Linked DNA regions of Mus musculus: regions 1 and 3 are each linked to region 2. The links are chromatin contacts, called in public Hi-C and Micro-C maps. All regions are on one chromosome and are shown on one strand. The core of a region is the stretch at or near the end of the contact, and the rest is flanking DNA. Distances in the headings are between cores, read along the strand shown.

Region 1 (3,403 bases), core at 515-3,014, 110 kb before region 2:
TAAAAATGGCACAAAATAATATAAATACCAGTATGGTACAAAAGGATGGGCTAACTCTTTTGTCCCTACTGCCTCTGGTTTATATTGTTCTGTCTCTAGTGATCAAAAGTGGCATTGGAGTCTGACCTGGGATCAATTCCTACGCAAATCATTTAATCTCTCGAAGCCTCCATTTTCTGCCCGTAAAACAGCTATCAATGATAAACATTTTACAGTGTAGATGTGAAGTAACCCTGATTAATGACATTTCTTAGAACAGCGTATGTTCCAAATGCTGAATTCTGATGGCTCCCACACAATGAGGCAGGAATACAGTGCTGGGCTTAGGTCCCTGGCACTGAGGGCATCATAGTGATGTACAGACCTCAAAGATCATCTGGGGCCACCATTCCACTGAAAGCCACAAACATTTCTCTGAAGCACGCTGGGGAGCATCATCTCTGATCTCTGATTAGCCTCTCGGATGCTGGAGAGAGCTTGGCTCCTGCAGAAAGAAATCTCACCAAACGATGTGAACCAGATATTCCTTATAGGAATGGACAGAGTTGGAGAAGAACACACTGGCCCAGTGGCTCATGGGACAAGTGGCTATGCCTGTGTTTCCCTTACATGGAAATGTGTTTCTGAATGGAGTATCTGGGACCAGGAATAGAAGAGGAACGAGTAGCTGCAAATGTAGAGACATGTTCTAAAGCAATATGTAGATGGAAAGACTTGAATATTCAAGATGAGTTTGGGGACTGACTCTTTCCCCCGTGGTGATCTGAACAGCGTCCTAAGGGGTAACCACGGGGGAAGGAAACCAGACAGCTATGGCATACAGACCCTCAACACTCCTTCCTTTTTACCAAATGCTCCCCTGTGTGGGGGTTCCTGAAAGTATATAGTCAGAGACAGGACGTTGATTAAATTCCTCGGAGTCTCCCCAGTTCCTCCATCAACCCAAGTGTCCCTGTGGCTATGGCACAGCTGCCACTGTCACTCTGCTGAGTCAGTAGCTCACTGGGTGTCTGTAAGAATGCTCTCAAGGTTTGGACCTTGACTGGGTTCATCTCTCAAGCGTATAGCTTCTCTCGTTTTTACTCTAAGTGTAGCCTGCATCTGCCCTTCCCCCAACACGATGCCAAATGAGGCATCGGTGGGTGCTCAGGGATCCAGGAGGCACTACCACAGACCTCAGAACTACAGAGCCAGGAGAGGGGCTACTTTGGCTCATTCCTCCTGACAGGTTCACATGAGCCCTGGCTTCTGGACAAGAAGGTGTCTGAGCACATCACGGTCTCAAAGCTATTATCGCCTGTAAGTTGTCCTTTTTCCTGAGCGGTGCAGCATAAATACTAATTATGATGCGACTGAGACACCTGTGCTATGAGATATAATAGGTGTCCCTTCGTTTGGATGAGTAGAAAATTTCAGGGTAGAAAGATGACCATGAACTACCCATTCAGAAAGCTAAAGGGGAGAGAAGATTAGACGGTGCATGGAAGCTTAATAAAAAGACATCTCTTTGCAGCATGGAGAGAATCCAAGATCCCACTGAGAAATAAAATGTCAGCCAACTGCCCTGAGTCTGGGGGGGGTGGGGGCACCTAGCTCACTCTCCTGGCCACAGTTCTCTTGCTCCACCGCTCAGAAGTGACCAGGAAATGGCCTCTGGGGAAGCAGCAGGCAGGGCCACTTCCCTGGTTCCTGATTCCAAATGGAAATGAGATCACTGGGACAGTGGACCCAGAAGCATGTCTTCTAGCTGGAGGACAGGAGCAGCAGTGTGACTGATGCTGTATCCTTCTGACATGTTCCCGGGCACCGCCACATCCTATTTTTACCCCCTTTATCCTTTGGTTAAAAAGCTGGCAAGACTCCAGAGGAAATGATTCTGTATACGCAAAAGAAACAGCGCTTTTGTTAGCTCCAGTGCTCTTTGAGTTCTCCAGCCAAAGAGAGTTCAGCTGAGATTTAGGGCTGGGAACTACATAATCGTTGACAAGAGTCTTGTCTAAATTGGGGCTAGTTTTCCTATTAGTGACACACCATTAGGCACCCTCCCAAGTATGCAAAGGTAGCTAAAGACCGAGTTTATTAAGTGTGGATCGTCCTCGGAGACAGGTTCGCTCCATAAATACAAGGTGACTTAATTATGTTAACCCACGGATCCCATCTGATGAGCAGCAGTAGGCCCAAGGACTCCGACTCTCTGTGGCAAATGCCATTCAAGAACATCTGTCTAATAATGTCTCACACCTGTCATCTCAGCACTTGAAAAGGCTAAGACAGGTGGATGGTTGTGAGTTTGAGGCCAGCCTGAGTAGAACCGGTGTCAAAAACCAACCAAACAACTGCAACATCCCAAATCGGTTTAACCTCTTATCTTCTCACACCGCCCTCATCGACACAGATCCCTACGTCAAAGTATCCCTACTGTGTGATGGACGGAGGCTGAAAAAGAAGAAAACGACCATAAAAAAGAACACCCTAAACCCCATCTACAACGAGGCCATCATCTTTGACATCCCCCCAGAAAACATGGACCAAGTGAGCCTGCTCATCTCCGTTATGGACTATGATAGGTAGGTGCCTGTCCCTCGGGATGTGGCTACTCTCCTCCAGTGCAGCATAGGGACCCCTGAGCCATGGCTTGGGACCCATTGGCCTCAAATATGACCCCACTTAGGAAAGACATAGGAATTTGAGAAAGTGTATGGACCATCCTTACTAAAAGCTACAGCTTCCCTTTCCAGCCTGGGGTAATTCTGCTTGTCATCCCTCCTGCACTCATTCCCGGCCACTTCTTTTCTTCTACTTACCACCAAGTGCCATCCATCTTCTGCCCGTTAAGATGCCTCTCTAGCATCTCCTCTCCCACAGGATGGCTATGAAGCCCCATCACACTCCACCCTAAGTCAGCCACCAGACTCAGGATACATCTGCCTGGATGCTTTCCTCCTGGTTTTGCCCATCTGAGGAACCATCCCTGGCTCCCATTGCACAGACCTCCCATAATCTGGATCTGCAAAATCGCCGCAGATAACCATCCCACTAAATCCTCTCCTTTTTCTTCTCCCTTTTTGATGCTTCCTTTTGAAGGCTTGCTCAGAAACATTTTCAGCTACTCCGTCTGCCATGACTCTTCTCCAAGTGTCATTTTAGCTGAAGGATACAAAAATTACACAATAGCATCCCAGCCCTAGGTTTTTAATGCAACTTCTCAGGCATGGTAGGTGCTTGACTAAGGTACTTGAGAGACGATTTGTGTGCTTGCTGAGTGAATAAACTACAGCCTACACAATAGTGGTATGGAGAAATGGCGGTCAGAGCTGGTTGGTTTATTTCTAAGTGCTGGGATCTCCAGAGAGGTTGTAACGTGCTTCCCAAGTCAAATAAGGGAAGAGACACTCTTAAAACC
Region 2 (3,033 bases), core at 198-2,697:
GTAGATCTTCTCTGCTGGCCCCAGCGGATCCTTGGTCCATAGGCCAACTGAACCACCAAACCGCTTCAGGATCTTCATTGACCTCACCTGAGCGACTGTGTAGCTACAGTCTGGTGGGGAAGAGGAGAAAGCACAGGAGAAGGAAACAGAGGCCAAGAGTTAGATGTGTATAACAGGAACTTCCCCCAGAGTGGGCCACCTGGGGAACAGAGACACACTTTTCCGTGCATGTGTCCACTCACGGAGGGTTGAGAGATGGAGTACCGATAAAGGACAGGCCTCTAGAAACTCTCAATGAATGTGTCATTCTGAAAGATAGAGCTATGGTGGCTTGGGACAAGAAGAAAAGCAGGAAAGGGGAGTTCTGAAACTGTCTGGACCTCTGTGAGATCACTTACCCGTCACCATATCGTATTTCTCATTTCTTCGGCCCTTGCCTTTGGCTCCAGGACCTCCAGTCACCTTCTCATCCAGCTCTACACAGGGCAAAGCTGGGTTCTGTGTCTCCAGATAGTCTACCTCCCTTTCAAGACGGTCCACTCTTCCTGAGATGGAGTCTGCTTCAGTTCTGAGGGTCTCCCGCTCCTTCTCTGCCACCTCCAGGAGAGGCAACATCTTGTTTTTGAAGTCCCGAAGCTCGGCAGCATGCCGACTACTCTGATCCTGGCATTGGGCCAGCCGTTCCTGAAGGGATCGGGGAGTCAGGAAGGGTGGGTTGCAGGTTTATAGCTCCCAGACAAGCAGAGGCCCAGCCAGGGAGTCAGGGCCAGGAAAGGGACCAGCTCAGCCATGCTCCCACAGCAGAGGAGACTAGTCAGTGGTACCATCCCATCCGAGGAACCTGGCTTAATTTGCCTGAATAAGAGTCCTTCACCTTGCGTTCTCAGTGATCTGAGCCTCCAGGAAATTAGGATGCTACAGACTTCAAATTGTCCAAAAGGGAGTAGATGTGGGGTGCGGGGAAGAAACGGACAGGAAGTTGCAGGCAGATTGCCTGGGAAACTTGAACAGTATAGCAGCATAGATGCAGCCCGATTCTGACTCTCATTTCCCCTGCCCCCTTATTCCATCTAATCTGAGGGAGCCGTGTTGCGTTTATTTGCTGGGCAATTGTCTTATGTTGGGGAAATAAAAGTCTGTAGTTAAGAGGCTACTCGTCATTAAGGACTTCTTACACAACCCGATCTTGTCACTCCCAGAGCCCTGACAGCTAGTTGCACCTATAGATGTGGACTCATCCTGGGTGAGAAGAGAAACAAGTCCCTCACCTCTAAGGCAGCTAGTCGGCGTTCCATGTACTCCACAAGGTGGTGCTGCTGTCCCTGAAGGGGTCCCGTCCATGACAAAAAGAAGAGGAGCAGCAGAGGAGCACTGGGCCCCATGGCAGCCTTAAGTGGGGCCAGAGGAGTGTGTGCATTCGGCCTCTTTCCCTCCAGCCCGTTAGCTCTGGGGGCGGGGCGGGGGCGGGGCCTCCTCCTTCCCATCTCTGGTGTCTCTCACTACTCTGGAATGCTTTCAGTCTCTTTACAACCCCCACCCCCTCCTTCCCGCCTGGCCTGATCAAACACAGATGGCCCCTTTGCACAGTCGCCAGAAGCCTTAACTACCAGCAACTTAGACTTGTGAGCTCCTCCGGAAAGGGGAGAGATGGCAATCTGGAGGCAGAGGCCTTCTGAAAAATGAGCAAGTTGCAGGAAGCCGAGACCCCCGGAAAACTCAGCAAACTCCATTCGTTTTAGGAGAGGGCTTCCAGTGCTGACTCGGTAAGAACCCAGCACCCTTCATTAACCTATCCCTTCTCCAGAAATAACAGAATGGATTTTCTGCCTTGTTCAGTGAAGCCAGAAACACAGGAGATGAGGTTTGAGGGGATGGGGGTTGGGGCAAAGGGAAGTCAACTTTCTATAGCTCATTGGCGCCACCTTGTGCTGAGCATTCTGGGGCCATCTCCCATGGCAAAGAAATCAGGCGAGGACTTCACCGTGTGGAGAATCTCAACCTAAGCAAGCCAAATCACAGGGCTCCCTATGGAGTACCAAATCTCTGATTTAGCCCAAGGAAAGGAATAGAAACAAAACTGGAGGTTGTTGAGAAATGGGAGGTGGGGTTTTTTGTTTTTGTTTTAAGCTAGCTGACTTAAATATCCTTGACATGACTTTCCAGGTATTTCCCAAATAGGAGGGTGCAGCAAGGACATGCTAGTTTACATTCATGGATTTAGGGGAGAAACCTGAAAAAAAAAATATGTACAACATAGTCTAAAGGAAAACAAATATATTCTGACCTTCCTATCACTGGGAGAGAACAGACTATTGATCGCCTTTCTTGGTTATGGTTCAGTAGGGCATTTGTAAGTATCTCTCATTTCTTTAAAATTAAGTAAAAAAAAATTTGGTTTTTCAGTTACATATGCTTTTATGTGTCTGTATACAGGTATCTGCATGGGATACAGGTATCCGTGGGGACCAGACGAGGACGTCAGATCTTCCAGAGCTGAATTTTAGGAGATTGTGCGCTGCCTATTGTTCCTGAGCACTGAGCCCCTCTCCTCTGAAAGAACAGTACACTCAACTACTAAGCCTTCTCTCCAGCCCATGTTCCTCCTTTCTATCCAGCTAAAGCTACAGGGGAGCTAGGCAGGAACATACATCAGAAGAAGTCAAATATGCAGCATTTACAAAGGGGCCTGCAGTGATTAATCTAGACAAATTCCAGTTTCTTTTCAGGAGAAAATTTTGTTCACTTTGGAATCAAGAGAAATTGGATCAGAGGTTCTTCTTGTTTTTAAGAGTTCATTATGTGTCTGTGTGGGTATGCACCCTGCAGCTGGAGTTAGAAATCACTTGTGAGGGGTCTGACTGGGTGCTGGGAATGGAACCCAGACCCTCCATAAGAGCAGCAGGTGCATTACCGCAGAGCTGTCCCTAAAGAGGTGACAGCTCTAACAGGGCCTAAGGAGACAGACAAAAATATCTTTCCCTAAGTTTCATTTTCACTGTGCTGATTTGAATGTTTGGTGTCATGTGCTAGGAA
Region 3 (3,233 bases), core at 178-2,677, 80 kb before region 2:
TAACTGATCTCCCTTAGCTCGTCTTTCCCCTTCCAGATATTTCCTATACAGCATCCAGACAAAACCCCCTGCTTAAAACCTTTCAGTAGCACTCCAGTGTTCCAGTCCCTTTCTGATGTGACTTCTGCCTACTTTTCTAGCCTTCCTATTTGGCTTCACTCTTAGAGAGACCCTTTCTGAAGAGTTTTTCAGCTGCCAGAATCCTATCTCTTTAGATGCACCATGCCATACCTCACCAGGAGTCCCTCCCTGACCTATCTTAAGCATATGTGAAGTAGAGGCAAGAAGGATCAAGAATTCAAGATCATCATACCAAGTTCGAGACCACCCTGGGCTACATCAAACCTTGTCTCAAAAAAAAAAAAAAAAAAAAAAAGCAAGAGGAAGATAGTAAATATATACAAAGTGTCTCTTTATCATTATACTTGATACATACACTATTAAATATTGTAAAAGAAAGCATTTCCATGCACACATATATGTATAACCTGCTCCATGTAAATACTTTTTTGTCATTACAGTGACTGCTAGTGTCTGTGTGGGACCTTCTTTTTTCTATGAAAGATAAAAATAGTATGTTTTTGAGTCATCCCCAAAGTATTTCAACCCTGGCATAATATCAAGGAAAAAAATAAGGAAGAAACAACACTCTTATTTACTTAAATGTGCTTTAAATATATTAAGTGTCTTCTCTGTTAGCAAGTGTCTGTGCTTAGTTCTTTTTGGAAGAACCCCGTTGTTGGGAGCTATTAAGACAACTCTTGATCTCTGAATTGGGCCTCTCTCCCCGAGAAGAAAAGGGGGTCAAAAGCGGGCCACCAACACACTGATTCCGAGAACAACCACGGGATGTTCCAGCCCTAAGTCATCGCTGATGTCCTGACCACACCCTGATACCACCAAGTTCCTGCTTCCCCGTGTAGCTGCCAAAAGAAAGAATTTCTATTGCCCCCCCCATAAGTACTTCACCTTTTGCTTGTATTGCTCCACCCCTCCGCTGATAAGTATCTGTACTTCCCCTTTTGCTTGTGCATTTAAGCCTTGGTGGGGTCTTGATGCATTCCAGAACGGTTTCCGTGTCGTTATTCACACAAGACCCTCGTCTCTCTCTATCCCCCATTTGGTTCTTAGGAGAAGGTCCCCTCGAGGCCCTCGAATAACTGGACCTGCTGGATGGGTCACCCCGTAGTTGGTAAGCAAGTCCCCATCTTTGGTAGCAGAGAAAGGATAAGAAGTGCTGTGCTCCAGAGAAAGGTTGCTGTGTGGGGTGGAATCTGAGACCCTAACTCAGAAGATATTGACGGTGTTAGGAAGACAGTGGAGAGCCTGTTGCAAGAGCTTGTAACTGCCACTTGCACAAAAGCAAAGGGGGTAACTGTGTTCATACCATTAACTAGCCATGATGGTCCTTAAGTGGTGATTTATGATGTTCCTAATGGCAGTGCACATGGCCAGGGTTGAGTGGGGATTAGGAACAACACAGCGGGCTCAGTGAGTAGCTAAAAAATCATTGGCCAGCGAAAAGTTAGGTACAGGGTGACCTGATTTTCTAGAGAACAGCATGACAAGGTAGGCCAAGCAGAGGGAGGAAATCGAGGGTCAGGGTGGCTGACAGAATAAATACAGAACGGATTAAACAGCAGCTGCCTGTGAGGGGTGAGGATCCGTTGGTCTCACGGTGCTATTCCAGCTATCTGTATTCCATCAGTGCCACTCAGAGCCTCCCCACCTAATCAATAAGACCACCGCTGCTGTTGTTCTTTTTATTATTATTCTAGTGCTAGGAAATCAGAGTGTGTTAGTAACAAAAGTGCTTCCCATGCAGGGGTGGAGAGCCTCAGGGGGAAAAGACATTAATTAAATAAGGTTATGTCCAGGAAACCTAAGCACTGGCAGGTGCGTGGTGACAGATGCAAACCTCCATTTGTATCAGCAGTTGTCCAGATAGGAGAAGAAAGACAACACCAAAAACAAACGGCTTACCAATAGACAGGCTTGCCCATAAGTAGATCTCCAGCAGGCTGAAGTTCCTCTGCTGGGTCCAATACTTAAGGCTGAATTAAAGCTTCCTAAATGCTGACATAGTCATTCTACAGATAAACATGTGTTTGCATAATTGATCTAACCACGAGTTAAATTTAAGACCCGTGTTTCTCAGTGTTGTGCCCAAAGCCACTTTCCTATCAGTCTTGCCAAGATGGTTATCACATTCCTCACATGGATCTTCAAGCTCTGTCAGCTCTGCCTGTCACTGTTGCCTGTCTCCTGCTCACGCCTTAACCATTTCCTCTCCTCTGGAAGCTACTGCCAAGGCTGCTTAGCCAGCCTCTGCCTACCCGCTTGTCCCCTTGCAATAGTACGATATATATATTTTGTTTTCCTACCACAGATCCTGGCTCGCAACTCCCATAATAACCCTTGCTATGTTCCGGAATGGCGAGAATAATGACTGTGTGGCTTTGCTGAAGCATAATAATTGGCATCTCATCCCTCCTGGCTGAAGCGTTTTCAGAGCAATAAACATGAAAAAAGAAAAAAAGGGGAAAAAAAAGTCTTTCTTTTACAGCGTGGAAAGTAGTTTGGAACCCTATAAGTGGCCCAGAGAGCATTCCTTTTCCCTCCAACCTACTCTATTTTCTCTGCAAGGTGAGCCACTAAGGTTAGAATTTCCCTTCAGCAAGGAGGATCTTAGGCCTTCTGCCTCGGAACTGGCCATCCAGGAAATCTCTAAGAGCAGTGCATGAGACGTTCATTTCAGAAGGGGCCCCACCCTTCCTGGAGGAAGGAATGCTGCACAGAGGAGCTGAGAGGATTCTGGACACACATCACTGCTGCCAGGTTCCCAACTGTTTGTTAGCATTGGCTCCTATTGCCTGAGTCCAGTCACCTTCCCACATGGGCATCCACGGTTCAGTTCTACTTACCCAAAGAAATCGCAACTAAACCCAAAGGAGACAGCGCTAGGAGAGAGTTCTGGGTGGCTGAACACATGAGGGCTTACAGGAAGATGAACAAGGAGAGATTCATCACCACCCCAACTCCAGATTGGGATCCTGAGTATCTCTTCATCTGGTTGCTTATTTGTATCCTTCAAAATGTTTACATTAAAACAGTAACTACCTTTCCTTTGAGTTTGTTGAACCTCTCTAGCAAGTTAACTAAGCCCAAAGAAGGGGTCATAAGATTCTCAATTTATGGCCGGTTGATCAGAAGTTCCAAAGGTCTCGGCTTGG

The links. Hi-C and Micro-C count contacts between places; a contact is called where the count stands out from the background.
Region 1: a contact with region 2 is called in a Hi-C map of cerebellum, with 2.3 times the contacts expected there. The contact joins the enhancer-like site here to the promoter of Olfml3 in region 2. A contact is called at or near these places in 23 of 39 promoter capture datasets (the 3T3-L1 cell line, 3T3-L1-derived adipocytes, the C10 cell line and 12 more), 3 of 15 datasets of contacts at CTCF or cohesin (embryonic stem cells and stem cell-derived epiblast-like cells), 76 of 484 Hi-C or Micro-C datasets (8-cell embryo, B cells, the C2C12 cell line and 25 more), 16 of 115 datasets of contacts at active chromatin or transcription factors (CD8 T cells, the NIH/3T3 cell line, T-cell acute lymphoblastic leukemia and 6 more) and 4 of 9 other capture datasets (adipose tissue, embryonic stem cells, macrophages and 1 more).
Region 3: a contact with region 2 is called in a Micro-C map of the HL-1 cell line, with 2.6 times the contacts expected there. The contact joins the enhancer-like site here to the promoter of Olfml3 in region 2. A contact is called at or near these places in 1 of 15 datasets of contacts at CTCF or cohesin (the NIH/3T3 cell line), 9 of 484 Hi-C or Micro-C datasets (the HL-1 cell line, cranial neural crest, embryonic fibroblasts and 3 more), 3 of 115 datasets of contacts at active chromatin or transcription factors (the NIH/3T3 cell line, embryonic stem cells and heart atrium) and 4 of 9 other capture datasets (adipose tissue, embryonic stem cells, liver and 1 more).

The regions. Positions count from the first base shown.
Region 1 is chr3:103,623,102-103,626,504 of GRCm38.p6, forward strand. It overlaps Syt6 (synaptotagmin VI), which reads left to right. Exons shown (of 8, transcript NM_018800.5): 5 at 2,396-2,567. Among named protein-coding and RNA genes, the nearest start is that of Syt6, 50 kb to the left of the region's middle. Within about 2 kb of position 1,765, at least 6 of the 459 cell types and tissues checked have an H3K27ac peak or open chromatin away from gene starts, as enhancers often do. A contact at or near this core is called in cerebellar granule neurons, cerebellum and neural progenitor cells, where this site is marked.
Region 2 is chr3:103,736,554-103,739,586 of GRCm38.p6, forward strand. It overlaps Olfml3 (olfactomedin-like 3), which reads right to left and starts at 1,448. Exons shown (of 3, transcript NM_133859.2): 1 at 1,269-1,448; 2 at 399-684; 3 at 1-110. The coding sequence starts at 1,382.
Region 3 is chr3:103,656,149-103,659,381 of GRCm38.p6, forward strand. No RefSeq gene overlaps it. Among named protein-coding and RNA genes, the nearest start is that of Olfml3, 80 kb to the right of the region's middle. Within about 2 kb of position 1,428, at least 9 of the 459 cell types and tissues checked have an H3K27ac peak or open chromatin away from gene starts, as enhancers often do. A contact at or near this core is called in the HL-1 cell line and pancreatic islet, where this site is marked.